Linked DNA regions of Mus musculus: regions 1 and 2 are each linked to region 3. Evidence: chromatin contacts called from public ChIA-PET and Hi-C data. All regions are on one chromosome and are shown on one strand. Each heading gives the region's core, a stretch centred on a gene start, on an enhancer-like site or on the middle of the called end of the contact. The rest is flanking DNA. Distances are from core to core; before and after follow the strand shown. Region 1 overlaps Hsdl2 (hydroxysteroid dehydrogenase like 2). Region 2 has its middle 22 kb from the start of Ugcg. Region 3 overlaps Susd1 (sushi domain containing 1).

Region 1 (2,740 bases), core at 184-2,683, 230 kb after region 3:
ATCAGCTATAATATCGTTTGCTTGTCCTCAAATTACTTTGGGAGAGAAAGACAACTTAACTCTGTGGTGATATTGATTGTATTTGATGTGTAAAGTTAAAAGTACGCTGAAAAAATTTTGTTTATATATAAATGTTCAAAAAAAAAAAAAAAAACGTATGCTGAAGAGGTCAGACAGGGAGGTGCTCGCCTTTAATCCCAGTACTTAGAAGGCAGAGGTAGGCTGATCTCTGAGTTCAGAGCAGCCTGGTCTACAGAGTTAGTTGCAAAACAGCCATGTTGTTTTTGAGACAGAAAAAAACCTGTCTCAAAAAACCAAAAGGAAGGAAAAGTGTTGAAATTGATAAGAGTTTTATATTTTGAAATAATAATAATAATAATAGGGGCTGGAGAGATGGCTCAAAGGTTAAGAGCACTAGCTGCTCTTCCAGAGGTTCTGAGTTCAAGTCCCAGCAACCACATGGTGGCTCACAACCATCTGTAATGGGATCCAATGCTCTCTTCTAGTGTGTCTGAAGACAAGGACAGTGTTCTCACATATGTAATATATATATATATATATATATATATATATATATATATATATTTATTTAAAAAATTAGATTCAGGCAGTGGTGACACACACCTTTAAATCCCAATATTCAAGAGGCAGAGGCAGGTGGATATCTGTGAGTTCGAGGTCAGCCTGGCCTACAGAGTGAGTTCCATAAAAACCAGGGAAACACAAAGAAACCCTGTCTCTAAAAACCAAAATTAATAAATAAAAATAAGCTATAAATAAATAAGTATGAAAAATAGCTGTCATGGGGGCAGATATGTATAATCTTAATACCCAGGAGACAGGTACAGTAAGAATGTTCCACATTCAAGGCTACCTGAACTACATGGTAAAGTCTAGGCCAATTTGACCTATGTAGTAAGACTATTGTCTCAAAAAGCAAAACAAAAAACCTCCAGTAATCAACATCAAACCTCTAAATTATATATTGCTTTCAAAGATACGTCGCACTTTGTAGTGGTAAAATAACTAGCACATGCAGTGGTACCCATAGCAACTTTCTACTTCATGTCCAGCATATGCACTATCTGAAGCATCTCATTTAAATCCTTGGATCAGTCCTAGAGGGCACTGGGTATTACCCATTTCATAGTAACAATTCTGAGAACTAGAAGGCTGTGACATACAAAGGGGCAGAAGCAGGACTTGAACCTATGACTGCCTCACTAGTATATTAACTGCTTCTGGAAATTGAGTGTGTGTTGGAGTGGGAGAATTTGGGACAGTAATGATTGAAGATATCCTCAGTTGAACTGAAAGCTAATATAGAAGAGGATTGTTGTTTTTTCCATCAAGCAGACATGAAGCATGATTTCAAAGCATGATTTCAGTTCCTTTTATTATCTTCGTTCTGAAAACAAAAGTACTCCACACATAAGTTATGCCAGCACATCACTGAGCAAGTTTAGTTACTCTGTAGAAGTCCTTTAAAGCAGAAGCTATTGAGTTGACTTGCGTTTCTTTCATTTTCAGATCCAAAGCATGTATTCCTTTTTTAAAAAAGAGCAAAGTAGGTCATATTCTCAATCTCAGCCCACCCCTGAACCTAAACCCACTGTGGTTCAAACAGCACTGTGGTAAGTGTTAGCCAAGGGGATATTTTGTCTGGCCTCAGTGAGAGAGGATGTGCCTAGCCCTGCAGAGACTTAATGTATGGGGATGGGGGTGGGGAATACTTAGGGGACACCCATGCTCTCACGGGAGAAGGGGATGGGGGAAGGATTGTGGGAGGGGTGACTTGGAGGGGGGCAGTGGGCAGGATGTAATGTGAATTAAAAAAAATCATCAGGGCAAAAACAAAAACAGAAAATTGGTTGTTTCTACCCAAAAATTAGTTTCTCAACTAAATCTTTGTGGTTTCTTTTAGCTTATACCATTGCCAAATATGGCATGTCTATGTGTGTGCTTGGGATGGCTGAAGAATTTAGAGGTGAAATTGCAGTCAATGCCTTATGGCCTAGAACAGGTTTGTACTTAATCATTTAATTAGATTTGTACCCCTCCTCTGTGCCATGCTCAAGCCCAGCGCCGTGGTCATATTAGGTGAGCTCTACCCGTGAGCTGGATCCCCAGCCCTATCACTGACTCTTGTGCAGTGTCTCAGGTCACCTGAATCTTTAGGGAAACAAGGCCAACTGTTTACTGTGCAGTGTAGCAGCCTTGCTGTCCATCTCCCCACTTTTACTTTTACTTTAGTGGCTGACTCTTTGGCAGCAGCCATGATGAGAGCATCACACTGGAATATACGGAGAGTCTCCTGAGAGCCAACAGAAGTGTTTTCAGCAAGTCCTGATAGATTTTTAGAGCAAAAGGCTTATTAAAGAAGTGGTAGTTGTAGGTGGGTATGTGAACATGCCTGTAGTCCCAGCTACACTGGAGGCTGAGGCAGAAGGATCACTTGAGCACAGGGGTTCAAGTTAGTACGCCAGAAGGTAGCAGTGCTTGTAAAAACAAAGCAAAATCAGGGAAATAGCATGTCTCTAACACTGGAGAGAGATGCTTTTAACAAGTATTTGTTTGTTTATTACTTTTTAAGACAGAATCTCTTTACTATATAGCTCTGGCTTTTGTAGAACACACCTTGTAGATCAGGCTGGCTTCAAAGTCGCAGAGATCCACCTGCCTCTGTCTCTGAGTGCTAGGATTAAAAGGGTGCACCACCACACCCAGCCGGGTTTTAACT
Region 2 (2,700 bases), core at 17-2,516, 200 kb before region 3:
CTTTCTTTCTTTCTTTCTTTCTTTCTTTCTTCCTTCCTTCCTTCCTTCCTCCCTCCCTCCCTCCCTTTCTTCCTTCCTTCCTTCCTCCCTTTCTTTCTTTTACTCCATATTCCATTCCCTGCCCCCATCTATCCTCCAACTGCTCCACATCCCATACCTCCTTCCCACCCCACTGTCTCCACGTGGATACCCCCACACTCCCACCAAACCTGACCTCTAAACTCCCTGGGGCCTCCAATCTCTTGAGGGTTAGGTGCATCATCTCTGAATGAACACAGACTCTGCAGTCCTCTACTGTATATGTGTTGGGGGCCTCATATCAGCTGGTGTATGCTGTCTGTTTGGTGGTCCAGTGTTTGAGAGATCTCGGGGGTCCAGATTAATTGAGCCTGTTGGTCCTCCTACAGGATCTCCCTTCTTCACAGCTTCTTTCAGCCTTCCCTAATTCAACCACTGGGGTCAGCTGTTTCTGTCCATTGGTTGGGTGCAAATATTTTTATCTGACTCTTTCATCTGCTTGTTGGGTGTTTCGGAGGACAGTCATGATAGATCCCGTTTTGTGAGCACTCTGTAGCCTCAGTAATAGTGTCAGGCCTTGGGACCTCCCCTTGAGCTGGCTCTCAGTTTGGGCCTGTTGCTGGACCTTCTTTTCCTCAGGCTCCTTTCCATTTCAACCCCTTGTAATTCTTTCAGACAGAAACAATTATGGGTCAGAGATGTGCCTGTGGAATGGCAACCCCATCCCTCACATGATGAAAAAAAGATTAGATAATGTTTTTTTTATCTTAGTTAGGATTTTACTGCTGTGAACAGACACCATGACCAATGCAAGTCTTATAAAGGACATTTAATTGGGGCTGGTTCAGAGGTTCAGTCCATTATAATCAAGGAGTACACATGGCAGCATCCAGGCAGGCATGGTGCAGGAGGAGCTAAGAGTTCTACATCTACATCTGAAGGCTGCTAGCAGAATACTGACTTCCTGGAAGCTAGGGTAAGCTTCTTAAGCACATGCCCACAGTGACACACCTACTCCAACAAGGTCACACCCCAGGGCCAAGCATATACAAACCATCATGCCCCACTCCCTGGTCCCCATAGGCTTGTCCAAACACATGAGTCTATGGGGGCCATACCTAAACATACCATAATGCAAAATACATTTAGTCAATTTCCAAAGTCCCGATAGTCTACTGCAGTCTCAACAATATTAAAAGCCCAAAGTTCAAGATCTCTTCTGAGATTCATCTAAGCACTTAACTGTCATCCCCAAAGCAAGACAGGAAACCAGCTAGACAAAGTTCAAACTCTGCATCTGATCTCAAAGTAGTCCTCAGATCTCCAACTCCTTTTCGTCTTTGTTGACTGCAACAAACTTCTTTCTGCTGGGCTGGTTCCACTCCCTTATAGCAGCTTTTCTCAGCAGATGGCCCATGGTTCTGGCATCTCCAACATCTTGGGGTCTCCAAGGTACCTTCAATGTTATAGCTTCTTGTTTCAATGACCGGGATCCACACATGATCTTCTGGGCTCCTTCAAAGGGTTGTCATCACTTCCCTACCTTTGTCTTCTATAGTACTCTAAGCTCAGGTTGATCCACTCCACTGCTGCTGCTGTTCTTGGTGATCATCCCATGGTACTGGCATCTACAATGCACTGGAGTCTTCTGCTGCAGCTAGGCTTAACAGTAGCCTCTCATAGGCTCTCTTCATGGTGCCAAGCCTCTGTTCCTTTGCATGACCCCTCCAGTCCTGGGCCATCAACAACAACTGAGGCTTCCATGGCCTCTCACAGTGCCGAGCCTCAGCTGCTCTTCATAATCCCTTCATGTCTTCAAAGCCAGTACCACCTGGGTGACTCTCACACATTACCAAGTCCTGCTGCAGCATGAGGTACAACCTTGGCTATCTCTAGAACACAAGCTAGCTGCTTTGTGCTCTCAGAAAACACTTCCCAGAAGATTTTACCTCCATGATGCTGGTCTTTTCTTAATCACCCCTAATTTCTGAGCTCCAGCTAACTAGCATCAATTTTCCCAGTAGTCTCCTTTTCCTCTTGACTATAAAGTCAGAGCCAAATGACCAAAGCTGCTGAGTTCTGCTGAGGCTGGAACTTGGGCCCCTTGTTCTATTACATTATCACCAGCTTTCTGTTTTCCAACTCCTTCACTGCCTAAGCTTGGCTATCCTGGAACTTGTTCCATAAACTGAATTTGAGCTCAGAGATCTGCACTAAACACTGGGATTAAAGGTGTGGTCCACCAAGCCTATATTTAAATTTTTCTTTAAGGAGAATTTACTCTGTTCTCTGCTGGCCTTGAACTCAGAGATCTGCTTGTCTTTACATCCTGGGATTAAAGGCTTGTTCTACCATGCCTGGAACTAAATTTAGCTGGGTGGGATCTTGCCCCAAGGTCACTACAACTCCTTAATTCAACTTAATATCTTTAAACACAAGAGCCAGCTCCATTTCACTTCCTGGTGCTCCTTTAATACTCGAACCATATATTTTATATTTTTCCTTTCTCAGCTTGCTAAACTTATTTAAAAGGTTACACCTCGTATAGTAGTGCCACTCCCTGGGCCAAGCATATACAAACCTTCACAGTTTTAGAACATATGTTACAAATGTTCTGTGGTGCATATTTATAATAAAACTTATTTATCTAGTTAAAAATTCAGGCTCATTCTTGAACACTTG
Region 3 (2,700 bases), core at 151-2,650:
GATTGCCAGGTCCAGCATGGCCTTGATAGGGACAGAATAACATAGTTCCTGCCCCTGGGACAGGGCCAGCAGGCGTGGGCCTCCACAAGTGTCAATGGCTGCTGTGGGCATAATGTACATATTTGATGTTCCTCCTTTGAGGAATGTCCTCCCCGTTAACATTGATGCCTCCACAATGTTCAGAGACAGCACAAATTAAGGAGGTGAAGGTGTGGCTAACATCTCAGCAAAATGGTAAATGCAGGGACCTTCAGGACAGCCCTTGAGGCTGTGGGAAAGAACCATGCGTTTGAAAATATATAATTTCCCAAGTATGCAAAAACATAAGGATGCAATGTAAATTGCATAAATGAAATATATGGGGCTTCATGAATCTAAAGGAACAAACACAGCTGCACAGTGAGCCAACTTGTCAAACAGACATTAAGGAAGGAGATAGAGAGCCATTTTGAATTTGAAACGAGAGACAGAAGCCTTACAGAATTCCCACTCTAAAGTTGCCTGGAATCTCTATGTAGTCTCCTTTTCTGGAATCTCCTCGAGAAGTCAAAACATTGTACAGAAGGACTGATTGGTAAGATTCAAGCATCAGGAATACCAGACAAAGCTGGCAGTTTATTAGAAGTAGAACGCAGGGCTCTTGACCCCATCCTCTGTGCTCCCCTCATTGTGCCGATGAACCCTCGTACCTAATGTGTTATCCCCAGGAACAAACTGGAAAGGCATCCGTGCCTACCTGTCACTGAGGTTGTTATGGTTATTTGTGCGGAGCGCGGCTCAGTGGGTCTCAGAAGGGTGATGTTTATCGTGTAATCAGTAGCGGGGTACAGATCTAAACACACTTCTGGAGCTCGGTCTCTTGTTGTGAAGTTAAAGAGAGCAGCATGGTAGGAGCTCTCTAGATACCACCTCTGACCCAGAACCTCCACCTGTCAGACGGAAAGAGAGTGCTGCGTTAGCTTCCTGCTGGCTGCCAGATTCCTAGACTGTCAAGAAATCTCCTTCTGCTAATCTTTGTAGGATTACCTTAAAGACAGCAAAGCTCCTGCACCTGTCCTACCCAGTTTTCCTCTCAGGCAGGTGTAGGACTAAGATTGAATTGCATAACCAACGACGGACAGGGAATAACAAGACGGCAGGCGGTTCTAGAGCAATCCCTTGTGCCCACTCAAATGAAAGAGACTGCACCGAAGCTACTGGGCAAAAATTCTTTCGGTTTTGTTCATCCTGAGGACTCCATAGAGAAGCCCCACTGTGCGGGGTACTTAGCATTATGAGAACTATCCCAGGCCATGCTTTGAAAGTGCGATGTGGTTTCTCTTGCGTCTTCCTTCCCATCAGAGCTGGTCAAAGCTGATGAGTGGAGGCATCCCACATACTGCGATCTGAATCACACCGCTCAAGCAACAGTGAGTCACAGAGGAAGCGAGTCACAGGGGAAGTGCAGGACAGATCCCAGGGTACTATGATCAAACGTTATCAACCAGTACAGTTTATCTGGTGAAACTGAGTTTAATGAAGCTCCCATCGTTGGCTCTCCACCCTCCACCATTACTTTCAATCACTGAACGAACCATCCTCACAGATCATCCAAGACTGGATAACTAACTGGCTCATAAGGTTCAACTCTCACCCAAGCCTTCTGACTCTCTTGGATAGTTTAGGCACCCTCAGAGAGAGATCAGCAAAACTTGAGTCCCTTACACTCAAGGCTATGAATGTCCTCCACATGGTTCCAGCTGTCCAATGCCACAGTCAGGCTTCAGGGTCTAGAAAGCATTACCAGGGGAGCTGGGCACAAGATCTCATGGTACCCTGCTCTCCTGGACCACTTGCTGATAAAGGATAATGTATTCACATGTGATATGAACAGTGTGTATATTCTCACATGCGGACAGCTTTTGAGTGCTCACTTTTCTCCAGTGGACGTAACTATATCCCATGTATTACATAAATGGATCCTTAACATATTAAAAGTTCAGTTTATTTTTTCCATTTAACTCTTCAGTCGTTTTAGGGTGTGTATGTGTGCATAGATGCCTGAGGCTGGATGTCTTCTCACTGAACCCTGAGCTCACAGATTCAGCTAGCCTGGCTAGTCAGCAGCCAAAGGAATCCTCTTGACTTGGCACACAGCACGGTACCTGGCTCTTTAGGTGGGGATGGGGTCCAAACTCAATGCCTCACACTTAGGGTGGCAAGTACATTACTAACTGAACGGTCTTCCCAGCCCCAAGAATCACTGGTTTTCTTAACCAAGTGTTTGGCTAGCTTTAACAGAACTCCTTCAGTACTATCATAGAATAAACCATTTGGGTCCTTGAATGTGTCTCTTTTCTAGGGCTCTTTCTCACCGTCCAGCCCTGATTAGGATTTTCACTTCCTCCTTACCTCCCTGCTCCTCTTTGCCCACACCTCCCCTCTTCACCCCCACTTCAGCTAATCCCTACACGTTTTCTATGATACGATTGATGTGGGGTTTGCTTCTTAAAAATTACACCTTGTTGGGGAGAAGTGGAGAGGTGGCTCAGCAGTTAAGAGCACTGGCTCTTAAAGAGGACCTGGGTTCGATTCCCAGCATGGATACAGTGACTCACAACCATCTGGAACGCCACACTCTACTCCTGGCCTCCATGAACATAAGGCACATACACGGTGCACATACGAACATGCAGACAAAGCATGCACATTAAGGTAAAG

The links. A called contact is a pair of places that touch in the nucleus more often than the background predicts. ChIA-PET counts read pairs in DNA pulled down with a chosen protein or histone mark.
Region 1: a Hi-C map of bone marrow-derived macrophages shows a contact between it and region 3, with 37 read pairs. The contact joins two enhancer-like sites. A contact is called at or near these places in 20 of 39 promoter capture datasets (3T3-L1-derived adipocytes, cranial neural crest, embryonic stem cells and 13 more), 3 of 15 datasets of contacts at CTCF or cohesin (CD8 T cells, the NIH/3T3 cell line and large pre-B cells), 4 of 484 Hi-C or Micro-C datasets (B cells, bone marrow-derived macrophages, group 2 innate lymphoid cells and 1 more), 46 of 115 datasets of contacts at active chromatin or transcription factors (the 230-238 cell line, CD8 T cells, DN3 thymocytes and 33 more) and 4 of 9 other capture datasets (adipose tissue, liver, macrophages and 1 more).
Region 2: an RNA polymerase II ChIA-PET map of memory CD8 T cells shows a contact between it and region 3, with 16 read pairs. The contact joins two enhancer-like sites. A contact is called at or near these places in 1 of 115 datasets of contacts at active chromatin or transcription factors (memory CD8 T cells) and 3 of 9 other capture datasets (adipose tissue, embryonic stem cells and liver).

Annotation. Positions count from the first base shown.
Region 1 is chr4:59,595,333-59,598,072 of GRCm38.p6, forward strand. Hsdl2 (hydroxysteroid dehydrogenase like 2) reads left to right here. Exons shown (of 11, transcript NM_024255.3): 5 at 1,531-1,634; 6 at 1,925-2,023. Among named protein-coding and RNA genes, the nearest start is that of Hsdl2, 15 kb to the left of the region's middle. Within about 2 kb of position 1,434, at least 18 of the 459 cell types and tissues checked have an H3K27ac peak or open chromatin away from gene starts, as enhancers often do. A contact at or near this core is called in bone marrow-derived macrophages, where this site is marked.
Region 2 is chr4:59,166,350-59,169,049 of GRCm38.p6, forward strand. No RefSeq gene overlaps it. Among named protein-coding and RNA genes, the nearest start is that of Ugcg, 22 kb to the right of the region's middle. Within about 2 kb of position 1,267, at least 20 of the 459 cell types and tissues checked have an H3K27ac peak or open chromatin away from gene starts, as enhancers often do. A contact at or near this core is called in memory CD8 T cells, where this site is marked.
Region 3 is chr4:59,364,986-59,367,685 of GRCm38.p6, forward strand. It overlaps Susd1 (sushi domain containing 1), which reads right to left. Exons shown (of 17, transcript NM_001163288.2): 10 at 737-929. Among named protein-coding and RNA genes, the nearest start is that of Susd1, 72 kb to the right of the region's middle. Within about 2 kb of position 1,401, at least 51 of the 459 cell types and tissues checked have an H3K27ac peak or open chromatin away from gene starts, as enhancers often do. A contact at or near this core is called in bone marrow-derived macrophages and memory CD8 T cells, where this site is marked.